2 separate regions of the Sus scrofa genome follow, and region 2 is linked to region 1. A link is a contact called in public Hi-C data. All regions are on one chromosome and are shown on one strand. The core of a region is the stretch at or near the end of the contact, and the rest is flanking DNA. Distances in the headings are between cores, read along the strand shown. Region 1 has its middle 93 kb from the start of PAH. Region 2 overlaps GNPTAB (N-acetylglucosamine-1-phosphotransferase subunits alpha/beta).

Region 1 (5,588 bases), core at 898-3,397:
CTTGCAGAACAAATGACTGGCTGTATGCTTTTTCTCAAGGAGGGGAGAAAATCCAACTTAGTTGTGTCTCTTCAATCTGATCTTTAGGGAACTCAAGCAACTGCGGCAGATAGAAAATTCCAGATAAAATGGCTTAGAATCCTTTCCCTGAGATAATTCACTACTGACCAAGAAAGGAAAGTAAGCTAATAGCATTTGCACAAAGGTATCAACTAGAACTAAAATTCCAAGGTGCTAAACAGTTAAGCAGCAAATTTAATTTACCAGAATAGCCAACTCTATAGAAATTACAACCCAGAGAGGGTTCTCGTTGTGGCTCAGCAAGTTAAGCATCAGATATAACGTCCTTGAGGATGTGGGCTTGATCCCTGGCTCGCTCAGTGAGTTAAGGATCTGGTGTTACCGCAAGCCTTGTTATAAATGTGGCGTAAGCTGCAGGTGCAGCTCTGATTCGACCCCTAGCCCAGGAACTGCCTGTCCTTTTTCAGTTTCTTTACACCTTTTTCCCACCCTATCTAGTGTATCCAGTCCCAGGACGAAACTCTTCCCAATTTGAGTGTCTCCTCTGTTTCTTGCTAGAACCTGATGGATACCAGGGATCTACCATGGAATCCATCAGGCAATTACTTAGCCTCTCTGGTCTATAGTTTCCTCAGCTGGAAGCTTGGACCAGTGGCTTCACAGAGTTGTGGTGGGGCTTAAATGTGTTCAATGGGTTGGCACATAAAAACCTCAATAAAATTAGGCTATTATTATTATTTTGTTTTTACAGTGAAGTGTGTGTGTGTGATTTAAAATGTTACCTAAGAATTTTCACATACGCCCTTTTCAAAATTAGGAAAAATTCATGTGTGGCCAAGTGTCCCCACTTGGGGCAGGGCAAAGTGGGATCACAGTGGCTCTGGTGCCCTGCCCAGTTGTAGGTAAGTAGCAGATTCTCAGTGGTTATGCCTTGATTCATTTTAAAATCTTAGAGATGGGCTGTGAGCAGCTCTTCTGCCCACTGATGACCTCTACTGCTGAACTTCATGAGAGTGGGTCTTCAGAAGAGCACCCACAGCAGACACTGCCCCTTCTTCTCCGTGGAGCCACACGACCTGCTGGCCATCCTACAGGATAAAAAACATTCCCATGAGGAAAAGACTGCTCTTTCCCGGGAGCGTTATGGAGCCAGGAATACTGTCTGAGTGGCTCGCTTACTCTCTGTAGCCCAAAGCCATAATATCTGCTCTTAAATGCTGTATTCCAGATCTGTGTAGCTCTAGAAGGAAGATGCTAGCTGGAATGCATCCCTGGAACATGGTTCCATTCATTCAGCAAGGATTTTTCCCTCTCGGAGAAGTTACAGCCGTCCTACTGCTGAGGAGTGTCATTCAAGATAGGCAGCATGGCCCAGTGGAAAAAGCATGAGCTACAAAGCCAGAGAGCCCTGAGTTCAGTCCTAATTCAGTAAGTCACCAGTAGGTGATCTTGAGAAAGTTATTCACCCTCCCTGGACCAGAGGAGCCTCATCAACACAGTGGGGGATACTGTCTATTTTTGTAGGATTCTTGTTAGGATTAAGTGAGAAAAGATGTAAAGCACCTCAGTGGTGCCTGGCACACTCGGTAAATAGTGACTACTAGTGGCTGGAACAATAGTCATTTTCCACTTGTTAAGTGCTAATGTCCTTGCCTTTCATGCAGTGACCCCAAAGCAACTCAGAGATCCTCACGCTCCGTTGGAAGGGACCAAAGGATCCAGCTACTTGAGCACCCCCCACACCTCCCCAAACCCTTGCTGGAGAGAACTCTGTAAAGCCAACTGGGCAGAATGTACAGAAGCTTCTGAGCCATCCAGCTGGCTTAGATCTAGACACATAGTATTAGTTTGCATTTACTGAGAGCCACTCTGTGCCAGGCACTGCACTAAGACCTTCATAAGCAATGAAGTCCATTCTAAATTAATCCTCAAAATGATCTGTGTTGTAATTGCCCCCCCCATTTTACAGGTTATGAAACTAAGGTTCAAAGGGTTAAGCGACTTTCTCAAAGGCATATAAGCCCATAGGTGGACTCAGAATTTGACCCAGGCAGCCTGATCTCAGAGCCCCCACTCTTCTATTGTATGGCCTCAATATCTGGCGGGAAGACACAGCAAGGCAGAGCCACATTCCGGGATAGCTATTTGGATTGAACTGATGCGTTCATCAGCGAAGCAAGGCTTAGGGTTAGGGTTCTGGTTGACTTGGGCATGCTGCCTCTACCAGAGATATAAGTATCCTATAGACCAGAGGTTCTCAACCCTGGAAGAATATTATGCTCATTTAGGGAGGTTTTCAAAAAGTACCAATTCCTGGACCTCACTGAAAGATTCTTATTTAACTGCTCTAGGGCAGAGTCTGGGTGTAGAAAAAATTTAAAGCTCCCCAAGTAGTTCGAACGGGCAGCCAGTGTTGAGTGTGGCCTCTCCTTGTTCTTGATGGGCACTTGATGTTGCCTCTTGGTCACAGAGCTTCTTGGAGTCCCTCAGGGATTGGATTTGTTCCTCTTGACATTTTAGTTCAGAATTAATTAGCTGACCCTCATACATTAGGCAATAATACATTGTGTAAATTCTGACTTAGGATACCGCTTTGCATAGAAATCTGAGACTTCCCAAGGAGAACATTTTTCTCTATTACTAAGTGTAGTCAAGTTTCCTCTGGAAAATGGCAACATCCAAATCCTTTCCTACGAATCATGTATTACAAAAAAAAAAAATTGCTTTGAAACATTGCAAGGCAGCCAACATCATTCAGTAAATTACACCATGTAACTGGCTGAGACCTCATGAGACTTGCCCTCTTTGGCTTTATCAAGGGAACAGCCACTTCTCTCTGCAATCCCTTATGGGAATGGATTTCTTCACTTTTCTCTGAAAGGTCAGCTCGCCCCCCCTTTCCTGTATCCCTCATCAAGTGGTGGCAGCTCAACCTTTTGTTATCTTCCTGTGCAGCTCCCTTGGGGATGCGTTTTACTTGCAAATAAGAGATGCCTGCAATTTTAGATAATCTATATTTGAAAAAGAAAAAGAACAGTTTTATTTTGAACAAGGATATTTAGCATGAATTCCATTAGATATCTATGCTGTATTTCCTTTGCTCTTTCTCCCAGGACCCCGTCTTGTTTGGGTTCTCTTCAGTCCCCTGCACAGTCTGAGCGTGTTCAACGTTCCCTTGTGCACACTATTCCGTTTGCTCCTCCAAGTGCATCTTTATTCTCCTCCTTCTGACCTGGAGCCTGGATGCCTGGCCTGGGGATGGGTGTGCATTGATGGCATTAATGGTTCCTGGCCCTGTGGCTTTTGGCCAGTGGTAGAAGAGTGAAGTTGGGCTCTGTATTCTGTGGGCTTTCTCCGTGGCTGAGTAGTTGCAGGTAGACTGTGTTTTTATGAATGGACAAAGATCGTCCTCGATAGCCCTCTCCATCCGATGCTCTGTGCATCTGTTATAATGAAAGCTCCCTGTTTCTCAAGCTGGGGAGCACTAGTGGCTCCCTGTCATTGCTAGCCCCTGGGCACTGCACCAACCCTGGCTGAGTTCCTTCAGCTTTGCCCACAACTTCATGGTCACTTTATTAAACTTCCCTCCTTGGATCCGTTCTAATAATGTCATCTACTTTCTGCTGAGACCATAAGGCATCATGCAATTCCCTTCTTCAATTTCAGGGGCCGGATCTTGCTTGGTCTGATGTAGTCCCAGGATCCCATCTGCTGGTCATCAGTTCAGACACCCAGGATTAAGGCCATCAGAGCATGGTCTTCCCTGAACAAGGCTTTTTGATCCAGGGATGGGCACTTGACTTGAGTAGCCCAATTAGATGGAAGGTGTTTCTTATTCTGCCCAAGCCGCTCTAAGAAAACACTACAGACTGGGTGACTTAGAAATAACAGAAATTTATTTCTCGGCGTTCTGGATGCTGGGAAGTCCAAGATAAAGGCCCCAGAGTTCTGGTGAGAGGGTTCTGGTGAAAGCCCTCTTTTTGGTTCATAGCTGGCCCTTTCCAGTTCTCTCTTCACATAGTGCAAGGGGAGAAGCTATCTCTGGGGTCTCCTGTATGGGAACACTAACCCATTCATGAAGGCGACAGTCTCTGAACCCAAGCACCTCCACGGACCCCACCTCCAGGAACTGTTATCTTTGGCGGTGAGGATTTCAACGTTTGAATTTTGCAGGGACAGACCACTGCTGAAGGGAAGTAACCACGCTGTGAGCATGAGGAATGCCATTGTAAAGACACAGACAGCACACTCAGGGCAGAGCCAGCGCAATGGCATTGGAGCTGTGATTGCCACATTTGGGGACTTAACTGCTGTAATAAATCCCCTTACAGGTTAAGCAAGTTTTAGTCTTTTGGTTTTGTTTTGTAATTTGATGCCACAGCCAATGTGGTTTTAGCAGTATTTCTTTTATTTGTGTAGCAGCCATAGGGCTCAAAGTATCTCCCATTCGTTGTCCCATTTGATTTTCTCAATAGACATGTGAATGATTATAAGTAACAGTAATAGCTAAGTTAATAAAAAATGATAATAGTTATATTCCAGGGATTATTCAGAGCACTTTATCTGTTAATACTGATTTGACTAATGATCAAAACAACTCCATTAGGTAGGTACTATTATTGATCCTATTTATGGTTATTATTAGATGACAGACAGAAGGCACAGGGGTATAAAAACCATGCATCAGGTCGGTCAACCAGCTGGTAAGTGGTAAAGCTGAATCTGAACCCAGGCAGTTGCATCCTAGGGTCAGTGTTCTTTGTCGCTATATTCTACCACACTGTGGCTCAAGGAGGCATGTTTTTATGCCCTTATTTCAAATGAGGAAACTGTGATACAGAGAGCCAAAGAGCCAGTTAGGAGAAGACTGCAGACTCACATTAGATCTAGTGCTGTTTCCAGAATGCCACATATCCCTCCCAGTGACCTTTCCATCCAGGGCTTTTCTAATAATTTATGGAGCAATCAATGCACATAAGAATTCTCCACCCTTCCAAATTGTCCTTGAAGTGGAACTGAGAAAAGACTCCCTCTAGGGGCCACTAAATATAATGCAGCCTATGGATGTAAAGCCTTTATTTCCTACACTCTCTAAAAGAATTTTGTAAAACCATATACTCTGTATATGATTCAAGTTATTATTTTATCATACTTTGCAAAGAATTTAATTCCTGATGTATTAACATATTGACATTTAAAATAAAACTGTAGAGCATACTTCTATAAGTTTCCGATGAAATCCGAATTCCATTGCAATTTGTTATTCCTCATAATCCATTCAAAATATGTGAATAAACATTTTTTTTCCCACTGTACAGCAAGGGGTGAATAAACATTTTAATAGTAGTGCGAAATTTTTATATCTTCCCTTTTAAACAATCCTATTTCCATTATATATTGCACATATAATTTTAACTCCATGCAGTATACTTCATTTCTTATAGTATTTTATTGATCTTTGCAACAAAAATATGAATATAAATTAAAAGCAAATACACTTTTTAAAAAATTTCCTAGGATTATAAGCTCCTAAGGGTTAAACATTTCTTCTGGATTGAATAAAATGT
Region 2 (5,588 bases), core at 2,141-4,640, 810 kb before region 1:
ATTGTTTGTCTTTTTTTAAGGGCCACACCCCACGACATATGGAGGTTCCCAGGCCAGGGGTCCAATCGGAGCTATAGCTGCTGGCCTATGCCCCAGCCCCAGCCACACCAGATCCGAGCCACATCTGTGACCTACATCACAGTTCACGGCCACGCCAGATCCTTAACCCATTGAATGAGGCCAGGGACCAACCCTGCGTCCTCATTATCAGATTCTTTCTGCTGAGCCATGACGAGAACTCCTCTAATTCTTTCTTAAACCCTTCAACCATCAAGGCCTGGTGAAAGAGGTGAGCCACTGAAGGGGAGGGAACAGAGTGCGTGAAGGTGTGCGGAGGTCAGAGGAGGCAGGGTGTACTGAGTGGAGGGGGAGGGGATGAGGACAGTGTTGAGCATAACTTGTATCAGGATAGGATGAGAAATAAATGTGGTCAGGGGGGAGGGTGGGGATTAGTTTGTGCACGGCTGTAAGAGGTGAGCAGAGAGGCAGATGCTTGACACAGGTGACCAGAATAAGCCTTTGAAGGCTTTTGAACAGGAGACTAAAGTGAAGGAATTCTACTGGATGAATACTAGTCAGAAGCAACACCTGGGGTGGACTGCAGAGGCGTGAGCCCGGAGTTAGGATGGCAGGGAGAATGAAGTTCCGCCCGTTTAATTTCAAATCTAAATTCGTCTAGATTGCAAGTAATAGCGAGAGAATGAAAGGACTTGATGAAGTGAAGATGATGCCCAAGTTTTTGTCTTGGGAGAACCCAAGAACCTGTTTTTGTGAGCAGAGATAATTGGGTCCCTAATAGGAATAACTGATTTAATGGAGGCAACTGGATGGGTTTGGCTTTAGAATCACTGAATCTGAGGCTAGTGAAACGCTGAGAAATATCCAGTTAGAGCCAGGGGTTGAGAGCCATCAGAGCATAGACTAGAGTAACTGGTAATTTCCAGACCAAACACCAGAACACACGGAATCAGGGGTTTGGAACTGAGCTGAATGCGTGCCCTTAGGTACAGCAAGAAGGGAGTTAGTGAGAAAACAGCAGGAGTTTTTCCCAAAGGGGCAGGTGGAGTTATTGATGGTTTTCCAAAAGCAGTCTTAGTCAAAGGTCAGAGTGAGAAGCCAATTGCAGGAGGTTGAAGAAACAGTGAGAGCAGTGGTTCACTGTCTCAGTGGAATGTTTGGAAGCGAGAGAAGGAGAAGTAAGATGGTGCCTGAGGGGGATGGAGGGGTCAGAGGAAGGGCTTTCCATCACAGAGGATTCTGGCAGGTGATGGAAGCCTGCAGGACACCAGGGAGAGACTGAAGGGAGTGAGAAGAATGATCCAGACAGATGTTAGGGAAAAAAGTGCTTCTGGAAAAGGAGGCACCAGAGCAGAGCAGAGCCAGGTGTACTTTACTTTTGAACCACTGGGAGGAGACCTTCCACCACAAATCAGCGGCTGGGAAGGATTTCTCAAAGCTTAATGGAGGCAGTTTAAAAAAAAAAAAAAAAGAAAGAAAGAAAGAAAGAAACCAAAAAACAAACCAAAAAAACCCTTTTTTAAAATTTTTTTTTTTTTTTGTCTTTTGTCTTTTTTGTTGTTGTTATTGTTGCTATTTCTTGGGCCGCTCCCGCGGCATATGGAGGTTCCCAGGCTAGGGGTTGAATCGGAGCTGTAGCCACCGGCCTACGCCAGAGCCACAGCAACGCGGGATCCGAGCTGCGTCTGCAACCTACACCACAGCTCACGGCAACGCCGGATCGTTAACCCACCGAGCAAGGGCAGGGACCGAACCCGCAACCTCATGTTTCCTAGTCGGATTCGTTAACCACTGCGCCACGACGGGAACTCCCCTTTTTAAAATTTTTAATTTACTTTTTTTTTTTTTTTTTTGGCCACCCTGCGGCATATGGAGTTCCCAGGCCAGGGATCTAAGCCTCAGTTGCAACCTATGCCACACCTGCAGCAACGCTGGATCCCCTTTAACCTATTGTTAAAGGCTGGGGAGCGAACCTGTGTCCTCATGCTGCAGAGACGCTGCCAATATCGTTGTGCCACAGCGGGAACTCTAGAAAAACCTTTTTCCATTTAATTTTCTATCTTAAAAATAGGAAAAGAACCTGGTTTTCTATTCACTCCATAAATTACTATGCTGCTCTTAGATTGCCTCCTGTTTCCCCAAATCCACGAATGTGAAGAAAACCCTCTACCTCCATTCACAGACTAGAGTGAGCATTTAGGTCCTGCCCCAAGCTGTGGAGGTCAGAGCTCTCACAGGACAGTCCTGTGCTTCGACGTACCTGGTGGGGAGGCTGAGAATTAGGATATCATTGTCTCGTTTCGAGCTCAGCCTGCATTCACATGTACATGGCGGAAGGTCTGGACCCCTGCTCCAGGGCGCCATCACTAATATCACACGACGGAACACCCCCCCCCCAAAACCTCCAAAGTCTGCTTCTCTTTGTATGAGGCATTTTCATTGTCCGGGGTGCTGGCCTCCCTTCTCAACCCCCTAATGCAGGCTGGTCCGATGCTCCCTAGAGTGGCCTCGACAGGACCAGCAGTGGATGTGACAGTCCTTGGAGGGGGGAGCAAGGGTGTGTAAGAGTTTGATGGGCCTCTGTTACATCTTTGTGGGTGAAAACCGCGTCAAAGGAAAGGACTGACCTGCAACCTAGCATGTTTGTTTGTTCACACCTGTAACCTAGAGCAGAGCAGACAGTGAAGTAGGAAGAAAATAGAGGGTATTATTTGAAAATAGAGGGCATGAATTGATGACAGGCTAATTTGGCATGTGGGCTCAAGTCAGAATGCAGACAGGCATTTTTTGCTTAGTGTTTAAAACAATGCTTCTAGAGTAATTTTTGGCATTTGAAAATCAGGGGAGATCCTCTCCTCTGTCCCTCTGTCTCTGTCTCTGACACATACATACCAGCCCCTCACCTCAGGCTTTTTTTTTTTTTCCCCAAAGTAACTCGGGGATTATTTTTCCCATTTGGTGAGAATGGAATTGAAATGAGGAGGTGTGGGCCTCGGTCGCTGCTCTCTTTTTGCAACCATCAGTTTCAGTTCTTTTATTTGTTTCCTGGCCTCCAGAGGCAGCTGACTTTCGAACCCCAATTAAACACCATTCTCTTTCTTGCCTTCCATTCTCTCATTCCTCCCACCAAGAAGTAGTCTCATTATTAGCATTTGCTTCGTAACTCTGCTTACCTTATAATGTTAAGCAGACCTATTTTCTGAACTGGCATTTTCTGTAGTAACAGAGAAACACAAGACCTGGTGGTGACCGTTGATTAATTTCCTTGAGATGCACCAGGGAGGCCTTTGGAATAACCACACTGATGCTGGGAGGTGCTTTTCGAGGCTGTCTTTCAACTTTGAGCTTCCCAGCAGTGGGAGGGCAAGTCATGCCTTGTATGGAAAGTTCTTTCTTCCACTGAGTCCAGATTTGGCTTCCACTCTCCGCAAATCTTCGGTCCTCATTCTGCCTTTTTAAGTTACATAGACAAGCCTTAAAGCTAGGGTGTGTGAGAACCCAAAAGAACTTTGTACTCAGGTTCTCGTGGGGCAGCTGCCCGGAAGTGCATCTCCATGGCCCTGCTTACCCCTTGTTTCCTCCAGGGCTTGATTTATGCTCACTGGACAGCTTTTTCCTCGGACCTGACCTGCTCATTATGATTTCAGTACATACACTAAAGTGAATGCATGTAGGCTAAATTCTGTTCCTTTTTTTGGTTGTTCTTAGGATTACGTGTATCACGTAGTGAGTGCGATCTGTGAATGGACAGTGGCCTTTGGTTTCATTTTCTACTTTCTAACATTTATCCACGATTTCCAGGTAGGTATTTGTCAATGCAAATGTTACAAGTTACTGATGATGACGATTAGTTGAAATCCGTAGAACATTTCTTGGATTAACAAGAAAAAATAAGGGCACTATCTTTCTTCTCACCATTATGTGTTTGAACAAATATGTAATTATTGTGTAATTTTGTGTATTCCCAAAGGAGAGCATCTTGATTAGCTCTCCCAAACAATGAAACGTTCATCTGCCCTCTGCCATTTGCTGCTGATAGTCATAGATCCTGGTTATTTTCTTTGCGAGGAGGTCTGATTTAAGAGTTTCAAATAACAGGAAATAGGTCTTTTCTTAAAAATAAGTGTGTTGTTGAAAAATGTTCCCAAGGCAGAGAGAAGGTGGGACCTTTGGCAACGGGGAAAATCTTACATTTTGAAACAAGTGAATTAGTAGCTAAAAGGTTAGAGAAAACCAAGGAAATTCTTGAGGATCCAACTCAAGCTCAGTACGACCCATAGTGAGATCATCTCTGAGGGGGTGCAATGCTGTGGGAGTTTCAGAGCTGGCACTGGAATTGTTTACTTTCTTTCAAACTTTTTTTTTTTTTTAAATAGAGTGTCACCCTAAGGATATCCACAGAAATCAATGATGATGTTTGAAGAAAGAATTCTATCTCACTCAGTCAAAGTGGCAGACAATTTCTAGAAGTGGTACAGAGGACAGACAGGTTTTAATGCTGCCCTGTATGGAATTCATCTGTAGCACGTCCAGGACTTGAATTTCTTTAAGAATTCCCAATAGTTGTATATTTCCAAAGGTATGTTTTCCTAGAGAATGTAGAGCATTTATGACATTGTAGCAATGTTTTTAAAATTTTCTAAGTAGACATTTTTTTATATTAACAAATTCTTTACAGAAAAGATAGGTGTTCCAGAAAATGGAGACCTCTTATTTTTGTACAGATTCTGTGTTGTTTTATTTTTCTTTGTGTGTGAGTGCTTTATGGAAATACACTAAATGAGGACTTCATTAAAAAGTAAAATCAGGGGATGCTCATTTTTAAATTTCATTTTTAGAAAATGAACTGTATAATTTGATATCATGAGCATTTATAACATTCAGTTTGTAATGATCCTTTAGATTTAGTTAATAAACTAACACTAAGAGACTATGATTTTTAGATGAACCAAGCAAAATGCTTCTATCAAAAAGCCTTATTACCACTATGCACATTAACTCAGTGACCACAGAAGACCTTGATTTTGAAATTCCGTCCTCCACGGGCCTCCCTGCTCACAGAAACCAAGCTTTTACCATGGCTGCTAACTGTCTCTAGTGGTGTGATTCCAGGTCGGGTGGATTCAACAAGGCAGGTTAGAAACCAAAAGCCTTCTGACAACAGAGAGAAAGGGAGGTGAGCAAATAACAGGAAGAACGCACTGGACTCAAAACTGTTGTCTTTGCCAGATTTGGGCGGTGGGCGCGGGGGGGAGTGCGTCTCAGGGAACATCTGAGGAAGGCAGAATTCCGGGAGGGAGACTTTTGCTTAGTACTAAACCTCTGCGAAAGCCAACCTGCGAAAGGCATTACAAATACCATGTATTAAACTACCCGTTATTGTTACTGGCATAACTTGAAGCACAGTCTGACTCAGAAGCTGCAACTCACATCTCGAACTGAGTGTGTGCCAGTCAGTGTGCTGACGGGAGCGCAGGTCTGAGAGGAGGAAGGGGAGCGGTGTGCAGAGATGGAGTCTGTGGCTGCGCCTCTGACTATGCCTGTGGCCGGGTATCTGCACACTAAAATGT

Evidence for each region. A called contact is a pair of places that touch in the nucleus more often than the background predicts.
Region 2: a contact with region 1 is called in a Hi-C map of retroperitoneal adipose tissue, with 3 times the contacts expected there. A contact is called at or near these places in 8 of 47 Hi-C or Micro-C datasets (adipocytes, embryonic fibroblasts, fetal skeletal muscle and 4 more) and 1 of 2 datasets of targeted methods (alveolar macrophages).

The regions. Positions count from the first base shown.
Region 1 is chr5:81,475,705-81,481,292 of Sscrofa11.1, reverse strand. No RefSeq gene overlaps it. Among named protein-coding and RNA genes, the nearest start is that of PAH, 93 kb to the right of the region's middle.
Region 2 is chr5:82,291,498-82,297,085 of Sscrofa11.1, reverse strand. All of the region lies in intron 4 of GNPTAB (N-acetylglucosamine-1-phosphotransferase subunits alpha/beta), which reads right to left. It overlaps DRAM1 (DNA damage regulated autophagy modulator 1), which reads left to right. Exons shown (of 7, transcript NM_001190286.1): 6 at 3,727-3,819; 7 at 4,395-4,508. The coding sequence ends at 4,439. Among named protein-coding and RNA genes, the nearest start is that of GNPTAB, 30 kb to the right of the region's middle.